Regions from separate parts of the Zea mays genome. Here region 1 is linked to region 2. Evidence: chromatin contacts called from public Hi-C data. All regions are on one chromosome and are shown on one strand. Each heading gives the region's core, a stretch centred on a gene start, on an enhancer-like site or on the middle of the called end of the contact. The rest is flanking DNA. Distances are from core to core; before and after follow the strand shown.

Region 1 (5,599 bases), core at 167-2,666, 550 kb after region 2:
GTCACAAGATTAGGAGAGAAACCTGACTCTTGCATAACTTTGATGGTCTCCAGTGCTCTTTCCACTTCACCTGCCTTGGCAAAGCAATCTATCACAATGTTGTAAGATTCCACACTAGACAAAAGCCCATCTGAAACCATCTGACTAAAATACTTATTTGCCTTTGAGATATCCTTGCACCTCAGAAAGGATTTAATAATCATAATATACATATCAAATCCCAGATTCCCCCCTTTCTTGATGAAATCATCTACCAACTCACACAGATCACTTGACTCCAAGACTTTCACAGCGCAAGGGATCACAATGCTGAATGTTGTGCTGCCAAGGAGATATCCCCTTTTGCTCATCTTCTTCGCAAGTTCAACTGCCTCTTTGTCCATATCATTCTTCGAGAGGCAATACAGCAAAGTATGATATGCAATTGAATGCAGAGTAGGATCACTCTCAATCCACTCACTCAGCATCCTGTATGCCCTTTCTTTTTCAAGGCAACGAAATGCACCATGAACCAGAGACCTGTATGTAGCCTCAGTTGCTGACACTCCCTTCTCCTTCATCCTCTCCAACACACAAACAGCTTCTTCAACTCTGCTAGCATTGCAGAACCCATCGACCAACATGGTGTATGTGACAACATTCGGCCTGATCCCTGCCCGCTCCATTTGCTTCACCAGCCTTAGCGCCTCGTCGACGATCCCGCGTCGGCAGACTCCGTGCACCAGGGTATTGTACGTGAAGCAGTCCGGCCGACACCCGTCCGCAGGCATCTGCTGGAACCTGAGGTACGCGGCGTCCACCGCGCCTGCCCTCACCGATGCGGCGATCACAGCATTGTAAATGGCCGTGCTGGGCCGCAGTCCCAGGCGCGGCACTTGCACGAACACCTCGTGCGCGTAGTGCGCCAGCCCGAGCCTGCCCCAGCTCTCCACCAGCGCGCACAGCAGCTCCTCCGAGACCTCGCAGCCACAGCTCCGTACGTCGGCGACCAGTGCCGCGGAGAGCACCACGGGCCCGCGCCGCAACAGGGCGTCCCCGAGCGCGCGCCGCACGGACCGGTCCCGCGCGAAGTGCTGACCGAACCTCGATGCCCAGACGTAGAGGCGCACGCAGAGGAGCGGCTCGCCGGCGGCGTGCTGCAGCGCGCGGACGACGAAGCGCGGGCCCAGCTGCCGGAGTGGGGCGGCGAACTCTGAGTTGATCCGAGCGAACCAGTCCCGCTCGGCCAGGAGCGACACCGCGCGGGTTGGGTCGGCGGCAGCGGATTGCGCCGCAGCCTGGCCGGATTTTGTGGAAAGGTGTGATGCCGGGCGGATTTGGCCGGGAGTATCGGTGGGTTTGAGCAGGCGCCGAAGGAGATCGTAGAGCAGCCTCCAGCTTCTCATCTGATTCGATTGGGATGTCCGGTTGTCAGCGGGATGTCCGGATCTTCGAATTTATAGATGGATGAGATATGAGAACGATGCCTACCTTTAAACCACTCGGTTAGACAACTCCAAGAGACTACGTATATGATTTTATAAAGGTAATTTAGCTAATATTAAAAGGAAATTATATCCAATAGACTCTGTAAACGGCTCTTCAAATTTAGTGGCTCTCTATTTCTCTATCTTCGCTCTCCAATTTTGGATAGCATGCTTCACTCTCTATTCAGTCCGTAGGTTTACCGATTTTGTTGGATTAGCCTACACTTTTTCTCTAAAATCTATTTTAGAGAGTAGCTAAATCAGTAAATTTGGCTAGTATTTTTAGCTAATCTCTTGGAGTTGCTCTTAGTCTGTGAATTGGATAAACAAGTGGACGTATGTAGACACTTTATAGATTGAAGTTTGAAATATATGGTAAGATTAGATATATGCTTTTGCGTTGTGACAGCAGTAAAAAATTGTATTACTAGTCAGTTGCCCGTGCGTTGCGACGGCTTATAACAATACCCACGTAAACTATCCACCAATAAAATTTCAAGATTTTTTATTGATTGTCTCTGCTCTCCATATAATATTTTTTTATTTGACTAACTGATGTTATTGTTTACTCCATGCAATATATCTTGATACAACATGACCAATGAAGTGAGCGATTAAAAGAGAGTTTCCAACGACTGAATGAACGAACAGAGATTATAAAATGTCATAATTGCACTATATAGAGACCAAATAAGAGAAAGTTTGTGAGCTAAAGTTTCTAAAATAAGTCACATGAACTCAAACTTATAAAAAAGTAGATCAAAATATGGAGTGATTGCTAAAGTCAGGCATCAATAAAAACTAGATGCGCTCCATATAAATTATGCTACTTCGTAGCAATTACTAACGTTTAAAACCAATAAATAACCTTTTATTTTAATGTTAGTATGACAAATCATTGTTGCTTCATCTAATTCAGCAACCTCAAACACCATGGAGTCCATTGCGCCAATGTGGTCTCAGAAACGACCTAATGCTTGCAAAAGCCAAGAACGTCGTGTCGTGCTTGGGCTGTAGCCTCGGCCCGTGGTGCTGACCCGACACGACACGATTATATATTTTTTATTTTACAAAAAACGTATATACATATATACAATTTATATTCAATATTAAAAACATCTGAGCATGATGTTCTACTGGTTAGACAGCTTCACCCAGTGTCTCTCACCCTTTTCTCATTAGGGCATGGGTTCAAACCCCACCTTCTGCACTATTTTTTAACAATTTATGCTGATTTAATCAAATGAGCTAACGGGCTGGCCCGACACAGTCAGCAGGCCCGCATGACGTGCCTGGGCCAGAGTTGTGGCACGCGAGAGCCAGTGCCGGTCGCCGTTTGGCCATCATAGGTGTGGAGCGGATTCATTTGAAATAGCTGTGAGGGGTTATTTGTAAAAATATGACGCGGGACGACCGTTGAAACTAGTGCGTTAAAGTATAGTATAGATATAGAAATATAGATATGGAACGATAAACATCAATGTGGTATGTAAAATCTGTGTGGTAAACATTATTAATATCATAAAACAACTTCGGAGACCCACAAGGATTTAGAGAACACAAGTGAGGTCTGTCCCACGTCGGGTTTTCGCACCAGCATGCCTCTGGCCGGGTGGCGGAGTGCACCCGCCCTAAATCCTAAGATGAGGAGGGGCCTAAGCGTTTTGCTTTTAGTTGGAAAAACGGGAAGAACACAAGAACACACAAGGATTTAGAGTGGTTCGGGCCGCCGGAGCGTAATACCCTACTCCACTGTGTGATGTATTGCTTGAGAGCTTGTATGAACTTGTGAGTGTCTGAGTGAGCCTAAGATTGGATCTCCCCTTGTAACGTCGCATACCTCCCCTTTTATAGCTGAAGGGGGGCATGTACAAATGTACTGAGCCCCGACATGTGGGCCCAGGAACATAATGAATATAGCTCTTGGAGCTACAAATGTTCGCTGCTGGGGCAATCTTCTTGTGTCCTGACATCCGAGATCTGCGTATCCTTGGCGCGCAGGGGAAGCTTCTTGTAGAAGGGATGATGGGCACAGTGCACCGCACGACACGGGTGCACTGTTTGTTAACAGACTGGATAGGCGTGCCGTCTGCTGGATGACTCTGACGCCGTTTGCTAGCGGATTGGACATGACGCATTAAATGCTGAGAGGGCACGTCGCCCGTCAGCATGGTGGCAGGCGGCGCATCCTCTCCATAATAAATGCAGAGGCTGCGCGGCTTTAGGGCCTTACGTCAGGCTCGGCCCGTTGGCTTATGTCACGGGCCACAAGCCACGCAGCGGCAGCGGGTCTCCGCCTGAGCGAGGAGCGTAGGGCAAGGCCTGGACACGTGCCAGCACCGGACCCTTACTCATGCCGGGGTCCTCCCCGTCCCGGGACCGTGCCAAGGTCTGGACCTTACTCGGAGGGACCTGGGGCCCACCCGAGGGACCCGGCATGCCTTCTTGGGAGCTCCAGACTTGTACGTACAGGGGTCTAGTGTCCCTTTGCAGAGGTCCGGACCCAATGACGCATCTTGGGGTGTATTATCTTTCCTTGCCACGTACGACGTACGACGTCTCTGTATTGTAGAAGAGAGTAACCCTAATTCAGGGTACCGACAGTGGCCCCCGGGCCCGCCTCAGGGGAGGATGCGAGCCTGCAGGTGGGGCTAGAGTCTGATTGGCGGCTGGCCTGCTGCTCCTGCACGCCTGTTGACGCAATTACTACCGTCCCGCCTACGGTCATGCCGACTGCTACGCCTATTCCCATGGTTGACTGGCCCATGACCTTCGTACTTAATGTCACTGTTGGGCCATGCGCGGGATTCCTCGAGTCGCTGCACTGGTTCTGAAAACTTATCTTTTCAGTCCTCTGCGACGGCCCCGAGAAGACGTGGCATTGGCGCGAGCGGCGGTGCGATTTTTCCGCACCCGGTAACCGGTGCGCCGGTTGCATGACATGTGAGGCTGGGCCCCCATGTTGGGCCGCCGGTTGCAGCGAAGATGAGGGGGCGCACAACCGCGGGGCGGTTGTACGCTTCCTACGTGGCGGTTCGCCTTTTCGACCGCTGGTTTCGGTAAAGATGAAGGGGTGCACAACCGCGGGGCGGTTGCATGCTCCTTGTGCGGCGGTACGTCTTCTTGACCGCTGGTTGCCCCGGAAATGAAGGGGAGCATAACCGTGGGGCAGTTGCATGCTCCTTGTGTGGTGGTTCCCTTCTTCGTGCCTCGGGTCAGTCTGCATGACACGTGGGTCCTGGCCCCCGTGTCATAGGGTGGGACCCCTGGTGCACGTCGGGGGAGACTTTGCCCGTGACGCTTTGGGGCGCGAGTGGGGAAATCTGCCTTTAAAAAGGGGTCGATCTCCCGGGCAGTAGCCATGCCCCGCTCCTCTTGCATTCATCGCGCCCTTCCGCCTTCCGGGCCTCCAGATGGGGTGCGCCGGTGTTCTCTAGAGGGATCCGCGTCAGGGCTGCTTCCTCCGGCGATCTCACCGCCGGAGAGCTCGCGCTCGTGGTGGTGATGCTGATCTTGTCTTCTTCTTGCTATTGTTAGAGGAGCGCAACCCCGTGGGGGTTGGCGCTCTTCCGCCATCACTCGGCTTCAAGGATTTTCATCATGCAGCCCGGCTGCAATCTCCCGCCAGTGGTCATCTAGAGGGATGACCACCAGCCTTGTGGTGGAGAAAAGCGACCCGGGCTGCGGCCTCCCCCTGCCCTCAGCTTCAAGGATGTTCATCATCCGTGCTGGGGAGGAGGGCGAGCCGAGTTGGGGTCCTACCTTCCGCATGGGCTGGCGGCCCGCTTCTTCCTCCAGCATTCGGGGGAGAAGGGCATTCACCAGCCTTGCGGAGGAGGCGAACTTTGGGTATGCGGGACTGGCCGACTGCAGGTGCCACCGGCCACCGCGTGCCCGGTTCCCCGGCTTGGATGGCCTTAGCGCCGCCTCTGACGCTGCCTCCTGCCGTTTGGTTGGGGCGTGGCTGTCCGTCCACCACACGGGCGACGGTCGCGCCGTGCACAGGTTCGCCACATCCATGGCTTCTCCCGCGCCGCCGGCCGCACCGGGGGGTCGCACAAGACGTCGTGCGCCGCGGGGGCGGCGGCCGCGTTCTTGGATGGTCTTGTCCTCACTTCCTTAGTGAGGACAGG
Region 2 (5,553 bases), core at 767-3,266:
TCTCTTCAGCAAGTAAATCAGACAACGCCTTAGCCATTGTGAGAGTGTCAGAACCCTGAAGTAAACGAGCACGAAGAGAATCAAACTCGGCCCGAACGCCCATAACAAATCTGTAAGTGAAGAACTTGTCAATAAACTGATGAGCAGGACACGGATCAGCAGTACAAGCTGGCACCATAGATGTCAAAGCACTCATCAGACGATCAAAGGCTGAGTAGTACTCATCAATGCTCATATCATTTTGCTCAATAACATGTGTCTGCTGCATGAGAGTGTGTAATAGAGCACCACTGTCCTGAACAAAACGCTCCTTCAAATGAGACCAGATGGCTTTGGCAGTTTTAAATTTAGACAAACTCATAATCATAGACGGTTTGACGCTGTTCACCATAGCAGCCATCACTTTACCATCATTAAGCTGCCATGTTTTGATATCAGCAGCATTGCGACGATCATCCGCAAGTATGGGTGCCGCATCAGTCAAATGAAAGAGTAATCCATGTCCTCTGAGTGCAGTCTCAACACAGAAAGCCCACTCCGGATAATTGTGTCCATCAAGAGTGATATTGACCACAATAGCATTTGTCGTCATGTTGAATTCAATGAAAAAAGGAAGAACAGGAGACTGGAAACCAAGCAAACCAGAGGAACCGCAGCTGACAGCAGTCCGAGTTGGACGAGTTGACGAAGGTCTTGGTCGCGGAAGCCGAGTTGATCAGTCTGCCCGCAATGGCAGCCACCGGCGCACGGCGCAGATGGCGACGAGGCAGGGTGCAGTTGACGACGACGCAGATCCGGATCCGCAGACTGTTGCGGTGTGCTGCAGGCGGACGGCTACAGGGCGCAGTAGGCGGACGACGAAGGACAGCAGCGTGGCGCAGCACTGCTGGGAACGGCAGCCTGGCGCAGCACTGCTGGGAACTGCACCCTGGCGCAGCAGGCACGGCGGACAGCAGTGGACAGCACTGCTGGGAACTGCGCCCTGGCGCAGCAGGCACGGCGACCAGGGGCGGACAGCAGTGGACAGCGGCGGCCAGGAAGGGTAGATCCGCGACGGCGGATGGGCAGCAGCCAGGATCCGCGAGGATGGCCGCGGAACTGGACGAGATCGGCGACGGCGGATGGGCAGCGGCGCGGATCTGGACGAGGGCAGCGCAGACGAGCTCGCAGTCCAGCGAACGGGCGGCGGCCGGATCTGGGCAGCGGCGGCGCGGATCTGGACGAGGGCGGCGAACGGGCGGCGGCCGGATCTGGGCGGCGGCGGCGCAGACGAGCTCGCAGCGACGGGATCCAGCAAACGGGCGGTGGCCGGATCAGGGCGGCAGCGGGCGGGATCCGCGCAGATGAGACCGCAGGCGGTAGGGCCGCGACGGCGGCGGAGAAGACCGCGACGGCGGCAAAGGGGACCGCGACGGCGGCCGGAAGGAGAGATGGTGGCTGGAAAAAAAATCTAAGAAACCCTAATCGTGACCTCCTCTGATACCATGTAACTAACCTTGATTAGATGAGATAATAGCCCCCTTGGGTACTGTAGCATATATATAGGCAGACCATAATATATGGGCCTTAATGGGCCTTAACAGATGCTGCATTCTCCAGGGCTGTCATGCGTGTGGACAAAGAAGACATCTGCTGCACCATCTGCCGGTGGAAGTCGACCATCATCATCTTCAAGTCCCCCACATCGCTGGGTTGAGGAGCAGCGGGCGGTGGATCCATGTTGGCTGGGGCGCCATTGGAGGCGGGTGCCATCTCTGTCCCGGACATCTCCGATACCAGATTGGTACGGCTTGAGCTTCTCAGGTTGTAGGGATGATGTTGCTGAGCAAGGGCACGCCGCCTGGGTGCCGTTCCGGGGGTGCCGTGGTGAAGAGGATGAGAGAAGGGACTAAGGGAAGCTGAAAGTAAATACTCTTTATTACTTCTTGCTTGCCAATTGATTACAAAGGCCCTGACCTTTTAGGCGCCGGCCCCTAACAGAATCCCCCCTAGATAGGAGATCTAAAAGCTAATACTTATCTACTGACTGGGACTTCTTATCCTAACAAACTGGACCGCATAATCTCCTAACAGATTTATCCTATTAGGTGGATTGGCCCTGGCCATCCTTAGCCCTTCTCTTGTAACTCTTTCCAGTCATAACAGTTACCGTGGCCAAAAGTAAGGGGTTAAGTTAGCAGCAGTCTACTTGCAACTGTACAAGCACTTAAATATCTATTTGATCGAGCCTAGGTTTTGACACAAATTGTTCTAATCATTTGTGCAGGTGCATGGATTTGTGCAAGATAATAGAACAGGGCAAAAAGTAGCTATGTTAATTGGAAAATGGGATGAAGCTATGTATTATGTGCTTGGGGATCCAAGTGTTAAACCCAAGGGATATGACCCAATGTCAGAAGCAGTTCTTTTATGGGAGAGGGACAAGTCTCTTAATCAGACACGTTACAACCTTTCTCCTTTTGCAATTTCTCTAAATGAATTGACACCACATTTGTTGAACAAGTTGGCTCCTACTGATTCTCGTTTGAGACCAGACCAAAGGCATCTGGAAAATGGTGAATATGAGATGGCAAATTCAGAGAAACTTAGGCTTGAACAACTGCAACGGCAGGTAACCAACAATTATATATGATTTGACATGGCCTTTTGTCTTGTGTCTTTCATAGGTTATCAGGCAATGATAACAATTGACATGTCTTGATAATATTTATTGTTCTCATAAATAAAGTTGTTAGGAATGCAATAGGGGTCTGATGCCCCTTGAGGCCTTGTTCTTTTCATCCCTAAACCATGGGGATTGAAGAGGATGTTGACTTGTTGGAGATTTAATCCCCTCAGTCCCTTCCAACCCCATTGGTTTGAGAGCAAAACGAACAGGGCCTGGTTGTGAAGCTTTTCTATCTGAATTATGTCAGCATGAATCATCTTGGACTGATGATCATCATGTTAGCAAATATTCCCTCCATCCCAATTTATAATTCATTTAACTTTTTTAACAAATTTGACCAGCTCGTCTTATCCATTTTTTTGCGAAACAATGAAAAATTCAAAGCCATACTTAATTATATTATTTGCTAAACAATATCACAGTAAAAATTGATAATCATGATTTTTTTTGAATTAGACGAGTTAGTCAAACCTGGGTAAAAATCAAACGAATTATAAATTAGAACGGAGGGAGTAGAAAATTTGTGCAGTACTGGATCTGTTTTTACAATACAACTGTAGTTCATTATCGATTATAAAAAAATGAGGTCATTATCGCACAACTAGATCACCTAGGATAGGTAAAACAGAAGATCAAATTAAGTAATTGTTTTTAGTATGGACTGACTTGCCTAGAAATTAATTTATAAAAAGGGAGGCAAATCCAGTGTCGGATACTTTCACACGAGTGAGGTCATAAATCGAGGCAAGCCTTTCCCTCGAGGCAACGACTAATATGCAAGCAGGTACTAGATGTAAGCGTATAAGCAGATTTTTTAGCCTGTTACATCTGTATCCAACGGTAAATACAATTGTGGTTTGTTAGGGGTTTTTTATAAAGCTATAAGAGGTGGTGGTGGAAGGGTTTAAGTGTTAAATATGACATACCGTTGAATGTAGATCTAATAGATCAAAATGTCTGCTTGCGTGCTTGCATTTAGTACCTGCTTGCATATTAGTCGTGCCCTTCCCTCAAATGTCGATAGACTGCATCGCACGACCTGGCAAGCCTTTCCCTTAAATGTGGAGATGCGGAGAGGCTACTTTGAACCCATGGCATGGTGACTTACTGAGATAGCTGTATCAGACCTACCCTTTCCTAGAAATTAATTTATAATTTAAAAATACCTGTTGGTGATATACTGATATGTAGTAACGGTTAACTAGTCACAACAACAAAAACAATGAAGTTTTTTAGTCTCTAGCAAATTGGGGTAGACGAAGTCATAAATCAAGTTCAGGCATGTGGATAGCTTTTTTCGTTCACCCCTATTCAAGGCTAACTAGAGTCTCATTTCTCGTAATTAGGGGTAGGGATGGATGGACAGTTCGTTACTGCAGCATATAAGGCAAAATCTAATGGTTCCTTAAACATTTACATTAGTGGTGAACAAAGATCTTAGTTGGGTATTCAAGCTCATCCCTGAGCAGATTTCTTTTTGTTCATCGTGGTGCTTTACCTCTCATGGTATACTTTGCAGGCACGACAACTGCAAGAAAAAGGATGGAGACCAAGGTGGTTTAAGAAGGATGATGGCGACAGTTACCGCTATATGGGTGGATACTGGGAAGCGAGGGAGACGGGGAACTGGGACGGTATTCCGGACATCTTTCGCCAGAATAGTTTGTCTCCAGGACTGCACTAACTACCCTTCTTCCCTATGTTATACTTGTGTATCTCCACCAAACATTTAACGAAGTTATGGTGGCAACAAGGCAGAGCCAAAGCATAGCGTTTCTTCGTGGGCATGGTCAACCTCGTGTCGGCTGGGGTTGGACAAGTGGTTGGAAACGTAGGTTTCATTTTTGAATTTCAGGACTAATTTTGTCTTGGAATGCGGTTAGTTTAGATTTGTTTTTTATGCCTTGGCGGCTAATCCACGGATGGTAGGCTTTGCCGCGCGCTCTAGTGTCTTGGGCCATGTATGGAGTATTATCTATGGACATCGGGTGATTTCAATCGTCGTCACAATACTTCTTGACTGTTACAATCGAATTTACACAACATAAGATGTGATATCTGGCTCAATTTGGATTGAATCTATAATTGTCCTTGTGTCAGTCTACTGTATGCTAAGGCTTTGTTTGGTTGGGCTGGAATTATTTGGGATGACGGCCTGATCCACTGGTGTGGATCAAATACTACCCCACGACAAAACAGTTGTTCATTTAGCTAGGGGCGAAGCCAGCTTAAAAGTTGCCCTGGTGCATACTCTAGAGAAAAAGGAAAAACATACAATTTAAAAGAAATACATAACAAATTTAAGACAATTATTAGCAAAATTTTATTTTACCCTAGTGCCTATGCACAGCGTAACTTCGCTTCGCCAATGTGTTTAGCCTATGTGTGTTGCAAAGTAGACCCAATCTTTGTGTTGCTAAGGCCTTTTGGCCTGAATCAATCCACGGACCAACAACTGTGGAACATATGTTGGCCACTATGCGAAAGCAATGATGAAGACGCGATTTGGCTACCATGTGAAAGCAACAACTGCGACGCGATTTGGGGAAGTGAAAGGGAAATGTGCCCTTGGGCCATTTCTAAGTATTTTGGTGATTGAGTGTCAACACAAGTGTTTAAATGTTAATCTATGTCCATGGGTGAACAAAGTGCAAATCAAGAGCAAATGTATGTTTCTAAGTCTTAGTACATTGGTTTTGTGTACTAATATATTTGTCTAAGTGTTAGAAACAGAAAGAAGAAGAAAAGAGAAGAGTTGGCTGTGTACAGCCAAAAGGCTGGTTCGGTCTGGGGCACCGGACAGTGTCTGGTGGTGCACCGGACAGTGTCCGGTGCGCCAGGTTGCCTCGAGCGAAGTGGCCGCTCTCGGGAATTCGCCGACGGCG

Evidence for each region. A called contact is a pair of places that touch in the nucleus more often than the background predicts.
Region 1: a Hi-C map of tassel shows a contact between it and region 2, with 5 times the contacts expected there. The contact joins the promoter of LOC100383014 here to the promoter of LOC103639413 in region 2. A contact is called at or near these places in 2 of 25 Hi-C or Micro-C datasets (ear and tassel).

Annotation. Positions count from the first base shown.
Region 1 is chr1:149,992,229-149,997,827 of Zm-B73-REFERENCE-NAM-5.0, forward strand. It overlaps LOC100383014, which reads right to left and starts at 1,417. Exons shown (of 1, transcript NM_001175693.2): 1 at 1-1,417. The coding sequence starts at 1,385.
Region 2 is chr1:149,437,995-149,443,547 of Zm-B73-REFERENCE-NAM-5.0, forward strand. LOC103639413 reads right to left here and starts at 2,017. Exons shown (of 2, transcript XM_008662163.4): 1 at 1-2,017. The coding sequence starts at 592. It overlaps LOC100383477, which reads left to right. Exons shown (of 8, transcript NM_001176125.1): 7 at 2,267-2,611; 8 at 4,188-4,766. The coding sequence ends at 4,352.